Linked DNA regions of Mus musculus: all the other regions are linked to region 3. The links are chromatin contacts, called in public Hi-C maps. All regions are on one chromosome and are shown on one strand. The core of a region is the stretch at or near the end of the contact, and the rest is flanking DNA. Distances in the headings are between cores, read along the strand shown.

Region 1 (3,528 bases), core at 897-3,396, 140 kb after region 3:
TATTTTCCTGTTGCCATGATAAAATAGCCCAACAAAAGTGACTTTCTGGCTCACTGTTCAAGAGTGAAGTGGGCGAGGTGACAGGAGCTTGGATCAACCGGTTACATGATATCCACAGTCAGGAGTCTATGAATACTTGTTACAGCTTAGCTTCCTTTCTCCACGCATACAGCCCTAGGGAATGGTGCCGCTCACTGTGAACAGATTTTTTCCACCTTGATTAAAACAAACAAAAGGATCCCCAACAGGTCTGACCAGAGACCTGTCTCAGAGGTGATTCTAGATTCTGTCAAGTTGACAACACTTACCTTGCCATTGTACTACACAGCCAGTATAGGCTCTGTTGATTAGGCATGCCATCAGTGAAGCACAATCCCACTAGCATAGACAAATCTTGTTAACATTGAAGGCACAGAAAAATGACAATTGTAGAATTTACAGTGGTGAATAAGACTGGAAACTGTAAAGAGAAGATTTCCATACTTTGCAAAGCTAGATGTCTTCTCATGTGTGCCTGAGGGATGAAACAGCTTGCTCACTGGCTACATGATGCCAACAATGAGGGCTAGCAAAGCCTGTTACTTGACCTCTCCGAGGAGGCTGGAATCCTAGCCTGGCCTTCTGATAAGGAAGCTAAGGTGAGAGAGAGGGGTCAGCTGGAGTCTACGGTCCTAGCCGCCAACCTTCCTCCACTCTGGGGCCATGCCTCACACTCTGGGGATCCTTCTGTGAGCCGTAGAACTTCCTAACCTGTACATCTAGATGCTGTCATATGGACTGGCTGAACATAGAAGGCTGGCTCCTGCCTGCTTTGTGTGTGTGTGTGTGTGTGTGTGTGTGTGTGTGTGTGTGTGTGTGTCTGTCTGTCTGTCTGTCTGTCTTGCTGGCTTTCCTCTTAGCTACTCTTGATCCTCTGAGGTACTAACCCCAGGCTGCCTTGAGCCATCCCACAAGCCCATCTTACTGCATGGGGACATCATCTCTTCCCATTGCCTAGTGAACGCCTATCTGCCTACAAAGCCTCAACTCGAAATGCTCTGCTCTGTCAGCTAAGTTTGGTTATACATATGCCTTGGGGACATCTGTCCTCTCTCTGCATGTCACAGTACACAACAATGAATGCATGAATGCATGAATGCATGAGACTGTCCATCTCCTAAGTCTCTGGCACTGTTGTCACCAATACAGATATGTGGAAGACTCCTACAGCATCCCTAACTTTTGCAAAGTGCCTGGATCCACAATTAAGAATCAGAGGCCTGGCTACCAATGGTTCCTGGAGACACAAGGGCCTTGGAAGTCCACGCTAGGCCTTTCCTCACCAGGCCTCAGATCCAACATACACCTGATTCAACAACAGTCAACTGCAGCACGGGGCTGCTAGCCTGCTTTCTAACTCGGGAATAGAAAGCTGTTCTTATCAGGGACCGCTACAGCAGGAAGCAGGTGGAGGAGGTATTTTGGGGTTTGGAAGGGGCCCCCCAGAGCCTGTGAAATCACACCAAGTAGGCAGCCACCTACTCTGCCTAAATATATAATGTTGGTCTCAGGCTGCAGAACAAGCTGCCTCCCAGCCAGCCGCCCCCCCCCCCCCCCCGGCAGCATGGTTCTGCATGAGCCTCTGTAGGGCCTCTTGACCAACCAGTGCTGCCCAGTTGCAGCCAGGCTCTTCTGAGGTCTCCAGTGCCATTGCCTGACTCGGAACAGGCACGGGCCGAAGAGCCACAGTGTGCCCACAAGCAGTGAACGTGAAAGAAGCCATCTTTGATGGCGCCTTGGGATCCAGGGCAGAACTTCTGGGGGGTCCTTTGCATGGCCCCCTTTGTCCTGCCTCATTGGATCCTCCTCATAGTTCATGACCTCAAGGATGGTGAGGTGGCCTCTTCCTGAGTTCTAACAGCAAGAAAAAGTGTAAGGTGGTGGAGCCTGAGAGTCACCCAGGAAGGGTATCTCTTCCTGGCTGGCCTCTTCTCCTTCTTGGTACACAGAGGCTGAGGGTGAGGCCCTTCCCAGATTGGGGGTCGAGGTGGTTTTCCCAGAAAGAGTGAGCTTCATAGAATTCTGGAATGGTGTCCCCCACTCCATCTCACCTTGAAGCCTGGAGACTCAGAACAGAGGAGTCTGCTTTAGTGCCCTGTATGGGTTCCCGGTCTCAGGGGCGACCCCTGCTGGAGAAGCATAGGTACTCTGAGTCCAGAGTCCAGCCTACCCTGATGTGGGAGAGCTGTAAAGGAAGGTGTTGTCCTGCCCCTGTCCCCTGTCCCCTGTTCCTGTTCCCTATGCCCACTCTAAGATGTAGGGGGATCCCTATATGAAGGAAGAAGCAGATCCAGCCAGCCAAAGGGGATCTATCTGCCTCAGACAAACCTCTGTAGGTTTGTCTGTCTCATTGGTGAGTTAGGAAAACACTGTCGCCTACAATAGGTACTGGACCACTGTCACTTAGGACAGGTGCCTGCCACCTCCAGTAGCTTCCTCACCCTAAAATCTGAGTGTGCCTGGATTCTGAGTTAGGACAGACCCAAGTCGCAAATTTAAGTGAAAGATTTTTATCTGGGCTGACAATGCTTTTTCTAAGAACCAAAGACCAGCTAACAAAATAATAAGAAGGATAATGAGAACATTAGATGTCTAACATCTACTACTATCCATCTCTGGCCCCCATATGAACACACACAGGCACAGGCACACATGCACTCACATTAACAAAACACGTGCACAGGCATATACAACTTGCAGGTGGATGTGAGGGAAGAGCATGGAGCCCATAAGACTTGAACCCAAAGTTGAGCCCAGGCTCTGGGCCACTCAGGCATCATCTGCTGTGGCTTCCTATTGCCTTGCTTCTGCCACGCCTGCCTTAGAGCAGCAATTCTCGACCTTCCTAATGCTGTGAGTTCATAACTGTAATTTTGCTGCTGTTATGATCGTAATGTAAATTATCTGATTCGATGGATATCTGATATGTGACCCCTGTGAAAGTGTCGTTTGTCCCCTCCCCACAAGATGTCACGACCCACAGGTTGAGAACTGCTGGCTTAGAGACTCATGACCAGACCAGCACGTAATGGGCCTCCTTTCATCAGCCTCTACCTGATTGATCCTCCAAGGCCATCTTGTCTCCATAAAGCTAGGTTGAGCTGATCCTCTCCTCAGCCAGTGTGACAGCCCCTGGGACACCAGACTCCACTCTGCCCTGCTACTCACAGATGTCCACAGTGCAGTCCTCATCCCTTCTAGATGGTCTGTTTCCTGACAGCTGTCAATCATCCATCCACTCACTCATCCAGCTTCATAGGCCAGCACCCACTACCGCAGGTTTCCAGGTGCCCACAGGAGGTCTTGAGGATCTGGTACGTCATCCCTCCTACTGGGCATGTGTATTTCCCCCCACTCCAGGCCCTGCTGTTATTCCTTGTCCAGTTTGGGGGTCCTCCATCTTAGGTGTCAGAAGCCAGTTGACATGCCCAGCAGACCCCAGTAGAAAGCCTAGCATGATCACTTGTTTTTTTTTTAAGACTCCCTGCT
Region 2 (3,509 bases), core at 339-2,838, 240 kb after region 3:
TCTGGGCCAAGCAGTCAAACACATGAGTCTATGGGGGCCAAACCTATTCAAACCACTACACCTGCTGAGCCATCTCAACAGCCTGCAATGTGATAGGATTTGTCCTGTATCTGCAGGATACCATAGTAGCTATTATGGTCACTGGCCAGGCCACTTCTCCCCAGCCTGCTTCCCATGGTCCTCTCAGTGACCATGAGCCCCAGTAGAGACAAGCCGCCAACATGCAACCCATGGGATTCCTTGATTTTTTTTTTAAAGTGTATCTTGAGGCCATGAAATATTTCAACACCAAATTTCACTATTAATGAGAAGGCAGAAGCCAGCACCTTCTGAGAAAGGGTTTCTTGGGCACTTTATAGATCAAAGCTATAGAATAAAATAAATATGACCAAAGATGGCTATGAGGAGATGTTCTGTCCAGGAAAACACCCAGAGAAGAGAATAGAGAAAATGAGGGCTCACAGGCATTAAGGCACTTCCACCCTAAATCAGCCTAGGGTAAGCAGGGAGGAAGGGAGAGAGAGAGGGAGGGCCCCAGGCTGACTCCTCCCACTCATCTGGTGAGAACTGCATTCTACCAGGAAAATGTCATCCTCCAATCCAACCCTAGGGGAAGAAACCAGGTCCCTACAGCCCCTGTGACAAGAACAAAGTAGGGGACCAGCTTGGTGAGGCCAGGCCTGAGTCACTGTGAATCCAAACCCACCTCCAGCGTCAGCACAGTGGTGGCTCACTGGAGAACATCAGAGTGGTGAGGTCTAGAACCCACGTTCTCTGCAATAACCTTCTATCCACATTTGCTACACATGGGGTTCCAGAAAAACGTGGAACGTGTTGAAGCCACCAGGTGAGCTGAGGGCAGGTCCCCAAAATGGCAGCTTTGCTACATGAGGCAGCCCCAAAGCTGCTTCCAGACAAGGCCAAACAGAGTTGAGCTCCAGAGAAGCTTGCAGGGCAAGCCATGGGCCTCGGCAAAGGTGCAAGGGCCTTCCAAAGGGCAAGCTTGAGAACACACAGAATGTTCTGCAGAAGAAAGTAAGGGAGAGTGCACAGGTCACTGTCACCCCTGGAGCCCCCTCTGAGACTCCCTGGATACTACACTACACAAGCTGAAGCCACACCCACTTGTGACCAGCACTTTCACTATGTGCAGCTCTTGCCCTCCGGGGCTCCCTGCGGGACGAGGATGAAGGTAACCTGCTGCAGGTACTATCTCAGCCCTTCCCCTGCCCGCAAATCTGAGCCACGTTGGAGTGGCCACTGCTGGGGCTCAGTTTCCACTTCCCAGAAGCAGCAATGAGCCCCGAAGTTGCCATCTTCAAAACAGTCCCAAGAACTGACCACTGTACTGAACATAAAAGCTCCTGTAACTGTAAAGCTCTGTGCCTTGGGAGTATCACAATGGTCATGCCACAGCCCCCAGGCAGACCCAATCCCTACCAGTCCATGAGAGCAAGTGCTGGCTGGGCACAGCATGGGGCAGGAATCCAGGCCCACATGTGCAGCTGGCAACTGTTCCAGGAGCCAGGCAGCCTGTGGGCTGCAGCAAGCTTGGGGAAGGAAAGGACGAGGCAGATGGCTCGTGGGAAGGCTGGTGGCACCACCCCCATGTGGGCGGCAGACGCAGACTTCTCCTGGTGCTATCTCCTCCGCACCAGATCAGGAGATGCCATGGGAGGATGGGTTTGGCACAAGAGATGAGCTTCCAGCCTCTCAGTGCCACCCTGGCCTCTAGGAAGATTACATTCAAACTTACACTCGGCACAGTCCCACTGACTCCCAACACCCTGTCCTGCCCTCTGTCGATCCTTCCTCACATGGATGACCCTAGCCACTTTCACTCAGCAGACTGTTCCTATGGGAGAGCTGAAGCCCCAGGGCTTTTACCCCTTAGGATCTTTTCCCAACCAGCCAGTCTTAGAAAAGTGTTTCTAAAATAAGAGGATGGATGCGTGGATGGATGGATGGACAGATAAGTAGATAGATAAATAAGTTGATGTGTCAGTGACAAGGTAGATAGATCTGTGGATAGATGGATAGATGATGGTGGACAAGCTGCAGGTTACATGGGTGGATGGATGAATGGATGACTAAATGAATAGCTTGTGGATATATAGAGATATATATAGATATATGCAAATGGCTAGATACGTAGCAAGTGGGTGGATGGGAGCATGGATGGATGAGCAGATTGATGGATGGATGGATGGATGGATGGATGGCTGGATGGATGGATGGATACATGTGTTGGGTGGGTAGATAGATAAGTGGAAGGATGGATGATAGATGGATAGATAAAGGATGGGTAAATGGTGGGTGAGTGGAAGAATAAACGAGAGGATGCATGGATGCATGGGTGCATGGATGAGTAAATGGATGGACAGATGGATGAATAAATGAGTACATGGATGATGTGGATGGATGGATGGATGGATGGATGGATGGGTAAATGGATTGCTAAATATGTGGGTAGCAGATGAGTGGACAATGGACAATATGGATGGGTACACCCATGAATGGAACTGAGTGGATGAACACCCAGGTGGCATGAATGGATGGATAGACAGAGGATGATGCAGGGTTAGATAGTTGGGTAGACATAGATTATGTGCTTGGCACACAAATGGAAGGACAGTGGACGAAGAGGAGGACCGGGACAGGGCAGGACCTGGGCTTAGATCCAAGGTTGGAGGTGTGAGAACAGGAAGCCCAGGGAGGTGGACTATTTGCCAAGCAGAGCAAGACAGGAGTAATTAAGCCCATGTGCACTTCCCAGAAGCCCCAGCAGCCCTGGCTTCATTAAGGTGCTGGCCAGGGAAATCTCATCAGAAATAGAAATTGAGGTTTGGGCTGCTTCCAGCTGCACACTCTCTAATTCCAACCCAACCACAGCCCAGGAGGGCCCAGCCCACAGTGTCCAGAAGTGAAGAACCCAGAGCAGGAAGTGTCCCTACCTGGATGACACCCCTGACCTTCTGAGGCTCTATTGCCCTCTCCCTCTGGGAAAACCCAACAACACAAATGCCAAGCAATGCCCGGCTTCAGACAACTCAGGATCACCTTCTGTGATCACAGCCCATCCCCCACCGGAGCCCACACATTTCTGTCTGTCCTTCCTCACATGCAGATAGATTTGACAGCCAGACATGTCTCCTCCCTATGTAATCCTACTCATGCGAGTCCCACACAAGACTTTCAATCAGGTTATCATTGCTTCAACTTGCACATGGAGAAACTGAGGCTGACATGAGGTCGTGGTCCCATCAGTGACTTGCCCAGAGTATGGAGTCCAAGGTGTCTATGTGATCAGACTCAGCATCACCAAAGGCATCCAAACAGCGTCACATGCACGGCCAGCACCAACCTTTGCCATCATCTGCAGAGTTGGCACACACCGATTCAGAGGGACCCAGATGCCCACTACCCAAGGAGGCCGAGTAGTCCAGGTCTTGGCCTTGAGTGCTCCTGGCATCTCAGACCTGCAGTACCAAAAACCTACCCTAAAAACC
Region 3 (3,125 bases), core at 212-2,711:
AACGTGCATGGTGTTATGTACATGCATAAGCGCATGTGCATATACACATGAGCATGTGTGAAGGTGTGCACATGTATCCATGCAATGTGTGTATTTTCTCATATGTAAGTGCATATATATGGGAACATGTCCCTATTAGCATGTGTTACCTATGTATGTATATAAAGATACACACCTATCAGATTAGCCATCTTTGTTAGGATTCTATTATTGTAATAAAACACTATAATCAAAACAACTTGAGGAAGAACGGGTTTATTTCAGCTTATAACCCTCAGGTTACAGTCCATTAATGAGGGAAGTCATGGCAGGAATTCAAGGAGTTCCTAGAGTCAGGAACTGAAGCAGAAGTCTTGGAGAGTGCTCCTTGCTGGCCTGCTTCTCCCAGCTTGCTCAGCCTGCTTTCCTATAGCTTCCCAGGACCACCAACCCAGGGGTGGAACCACCTACAGTAAGCTGGGCCCTCACACATCAACCATCAGTGAAGGAAAATGTACCACAGGCTTGCCAACAAGCCAATCTGGTGGGGGCATTTTCTTAGTTGAAGTTCTCGCTTCCAAAAGAAGCCTAGCATGTGTCACATTGACATAAAATTAACCAGCACACCATCTATTCATTTCTGTGTGTTCACCTACCCATTGCTCCTGCTGCCTATCCTATCCTATCCATCCATCCACCATCCATCCATCCATCTGTCCATCCATCTATCCATTATCCATCCACCCACCATCCATCCATTGGTTCTTCAATGGGTCCATTCATCTATTCATTCATTTACCTGCTCATCTATCCATATGTGCATCCATTCATCAGCCAATCCATCTATCCATTCATTATTCACCCACCCATCTACCCAGCCACCTGTTCATCTACACATCTATGCATCCATCCATTAACCTTCCTGTCCACCTATTTATAAATCCACCCACCAATCAACCAGCCCATCCCCCTGGTGCAGTGGGTCCCACACAAGGCCTAGAATGCTAGTTCAGCTGCAGAAGCTTAGCTGGGAGTGAGATGATCTCCCAAGTGCTCCCTACCAGGCAGGCTTGGTGACTGGTGGACATCTCAGAGAAATGGGCCATGGCTGTTATGCAGAATGAAGTCTCTTGCCCAACCACCAGCGCTTCCCTCTCAATCCTCTTACATCCTCTACCCCCAGGCTGATGTAGTCATCCAGCTAGAAGTGGATACCTGGATTTCCCTGGTGAGTGGCTGAGCTGACTGGGCCTGCAGCCAAAGTCAAAGGGGCAGAGGAATCAGGGTGAGCAAACCCTGAAAGCAGATGAAAGTCACGACAGACCAGAGAAAATGATTCTGCCCTGGCATCCTAGATCCACGTAGGGCTACTTGGGTGGTGCATATAACAGAAGGGCTCACATGCAGCAGGGCAGCACAGACACCTGCCGTGTAGACACGTTTGTAAGGGGGGGGGCTGCTTGTGAACGCAGCTGCCCACACGCCAGCTTGCGATGCAGGGCTGCCTTCATTCTCTCTGCATAACACTCAGCCTACACTCTCTCAGCACGACTCCCGCCCAGCAAAGCTCTGAGAAATCAATGTCAGCAGCAACTGAGTCCACCGTTTTTTCCATTTCGCCCCCTCTCTTCGCACTCCTAAATTTGCCTGCATGGGTAATTAAAGGATTATTTTCATCTGATGTTTGGAGAATCCAGGCTGTTGGCATTGGGGGTGCTTAGAGTAAGGAAGGGGTATGAAATTATTGACCCCTGAGTATGCAAGGTACCTGCATCTTCCCAGGGCACCCGGACTGGGTACAAGCCAGAGGAAGGGGGGGGGGTCTACTGAGGAATACTACATCTTGCTTCAACAATGGGAAATAGCAACTACCCCTGCTGAGAGCATCAAGGGGGTCTCTCTCTCTCTCTCTCTCTCTCTCTCTCTCTCTCTCTCTCTCTCTCTCTCTCTCTCTCTCTCTCTGACAAGATGTAGGACACAATGGAAGCCAAGCACTGCTGTTCCCTGGATAGGTACACCAATAACTTACAGACGTAACCCTAGGGATTCTTGTCTGCACCCAGCCTGGCCAGGGCAGCACGAGGCAGGGCAGGGCTAGCCATCTGCAACTGAGCCTGGCTCAGCTGGGAACTGGGTAGATTCCTGGAGCGGGTGCTAACACCGTTCACATTCTCATTTCCAGGAATAAAATCAGTTCTACCCAAAACCTCATTCCCTCAGCCTCTCCAGAGCAGATGGGCTAGACCAAAGTAATCATGGACACTCTGATTTTCCTCAGTCATCGATCACCCCGTGCCGCCCGCCATCACTGCCCATTCCTATTTCTGGCTCCCCAGCAAGGATGGCCAGAAACCAAGAGCCTCATAGGGTGCAGTAGCCATGAGGGCCTTTGCTCAGACCCCACAAGGCACCCTTCATCCAGCAAGATTAGTTTTCAAGCCAAAGTTGAGAGGCCTCCATCCCTGAAAGAGAGCTGGGTCTTCTGAGCTTGAGACAGCCTGACTACTAGACACAGGTAGATGAGGTGAATCTTTGAAGAGAACATGAGGCATATATCAGCATGATAGGCAGACATCATGGGGAAGGCGGGAGTTGCCGGTTAAAGAGGGGCCAGAAGGACCAGGCTGACTTCAGTGATCCAGGAGAGAGCATCTGACACTCTTTCTCAGTCTCAGTCACAGGGCTACCCTGAATGACAAGGACAACATATGCTCAACCCCCGGTCCTCACCCGTCACCACCTGCAGCTTCCAAGAAAGCTTGCTCATCATCGAGGCTCCTGTCTACTGATTTGTATTTGTTCCACCAGCAGCTGCTGGCACCTGTTCCAGATGTAGGAGCAGGTAAGGCGCTGGGCACACACTGAGCCAGTCGGAAATGATACACAAGGCAAAGCTGAGGGCATCTTGCCTTCCAGGCCTCTCTCTCCCAGGTCCTCCATTCTCACTCATTCTGGATGGCAGCAAAGCTAGACAGAGCCATGCAGATGTCCCCAACTAATGTCCTGTGAGTGACAGCTCTGCTTCTGCACAGACCCTTGCCCTGCAGGCTTCACATTCTTCCCTCGGGCTCAAGAATGAGACGGGGATGCTGTCAGGGATGGCTCTGTCAGTGTTTGCCATGTAAGCATAAGGAACAGGGTCCAAC

What was found. A called contact is a pair of places that touch in the nucleus more often than the background predicts.
Region 1: a Hi-C map of cerebral cortex shows a contact between it and region 3, with 6 times the contacts expected there. The contact joins two enhancer-like sites. A contact is called at or near these places in 1 of 15 datasets of contacts at CTCF or cohesin (the NIH/3T3 cell line) and 1 of 484 Hi-C or Micro-C datasets (cerebral cortex).
Region 2: a Hi-C map of cerebral cortex shows a contact between it and region 3, with 10 times the contacts expected there. The contact joins two enhancer-like sites. A contact is called at or near these places in 5 of 484 Hi-C or Micro-C datasets (bone marrow-derived macrophages, cerebral cortex, embryonic fibroblasts and 1 more) and 1 of 115 datasets of contacts at active chromatin or transcription factors (embryonic stem cells).

Annotation. Positions count from the first base shown.
Region 1 is chr2:28,302,740-28,306,267 of GRCm38.p6, forward strand. No RefSeq gene overlaps it. Among named protein-coding and RNA genes, the nearest start is that of Olfm1, 99 kb to the left of the region's middle. Within about 2 kb of position 2,147, at least 4 of the 459 cell types and tissues checked have an H3K27ac peak or open chromatin away from gene starts, as enhancers often do. A contact at or near this core is called in cerebral cortex, where this site is marked.
Region 2 is chr2:28,411,548-28,415,056 of GRCm38.p6, forward strand. No RefSeq gene overlaps it. Among named protein-coding and RNA genes, the nearest start is that of Gm13373, 8.6 kb to the left of the region's middle. Within about 2 kb of position 1,589, at least 15 of the 459 cell types and tissues checked have an H3K27ac peak or open chromatin away from gene starts, as enhancers often do. A contact at or near this core is called in cerebral cortex, where this site is marked.
Region 3 is chr2:28,168,055-28,171,179 of GRCm38.p6, forward strand. No RefSeq gene overlaps it. Among named protein-coding and RNA genes, the nearest start is that of Olfm1, 36 kb to the right of the region's middle. Within about 2 kb of position 1,462, at least 20 of the 459 cell types and tissues checked have an H3K27ac peak or open chromatin away from gene starts, as enhancers often do. A contact at or near this core is called in cerebral cortex, where this site is marked.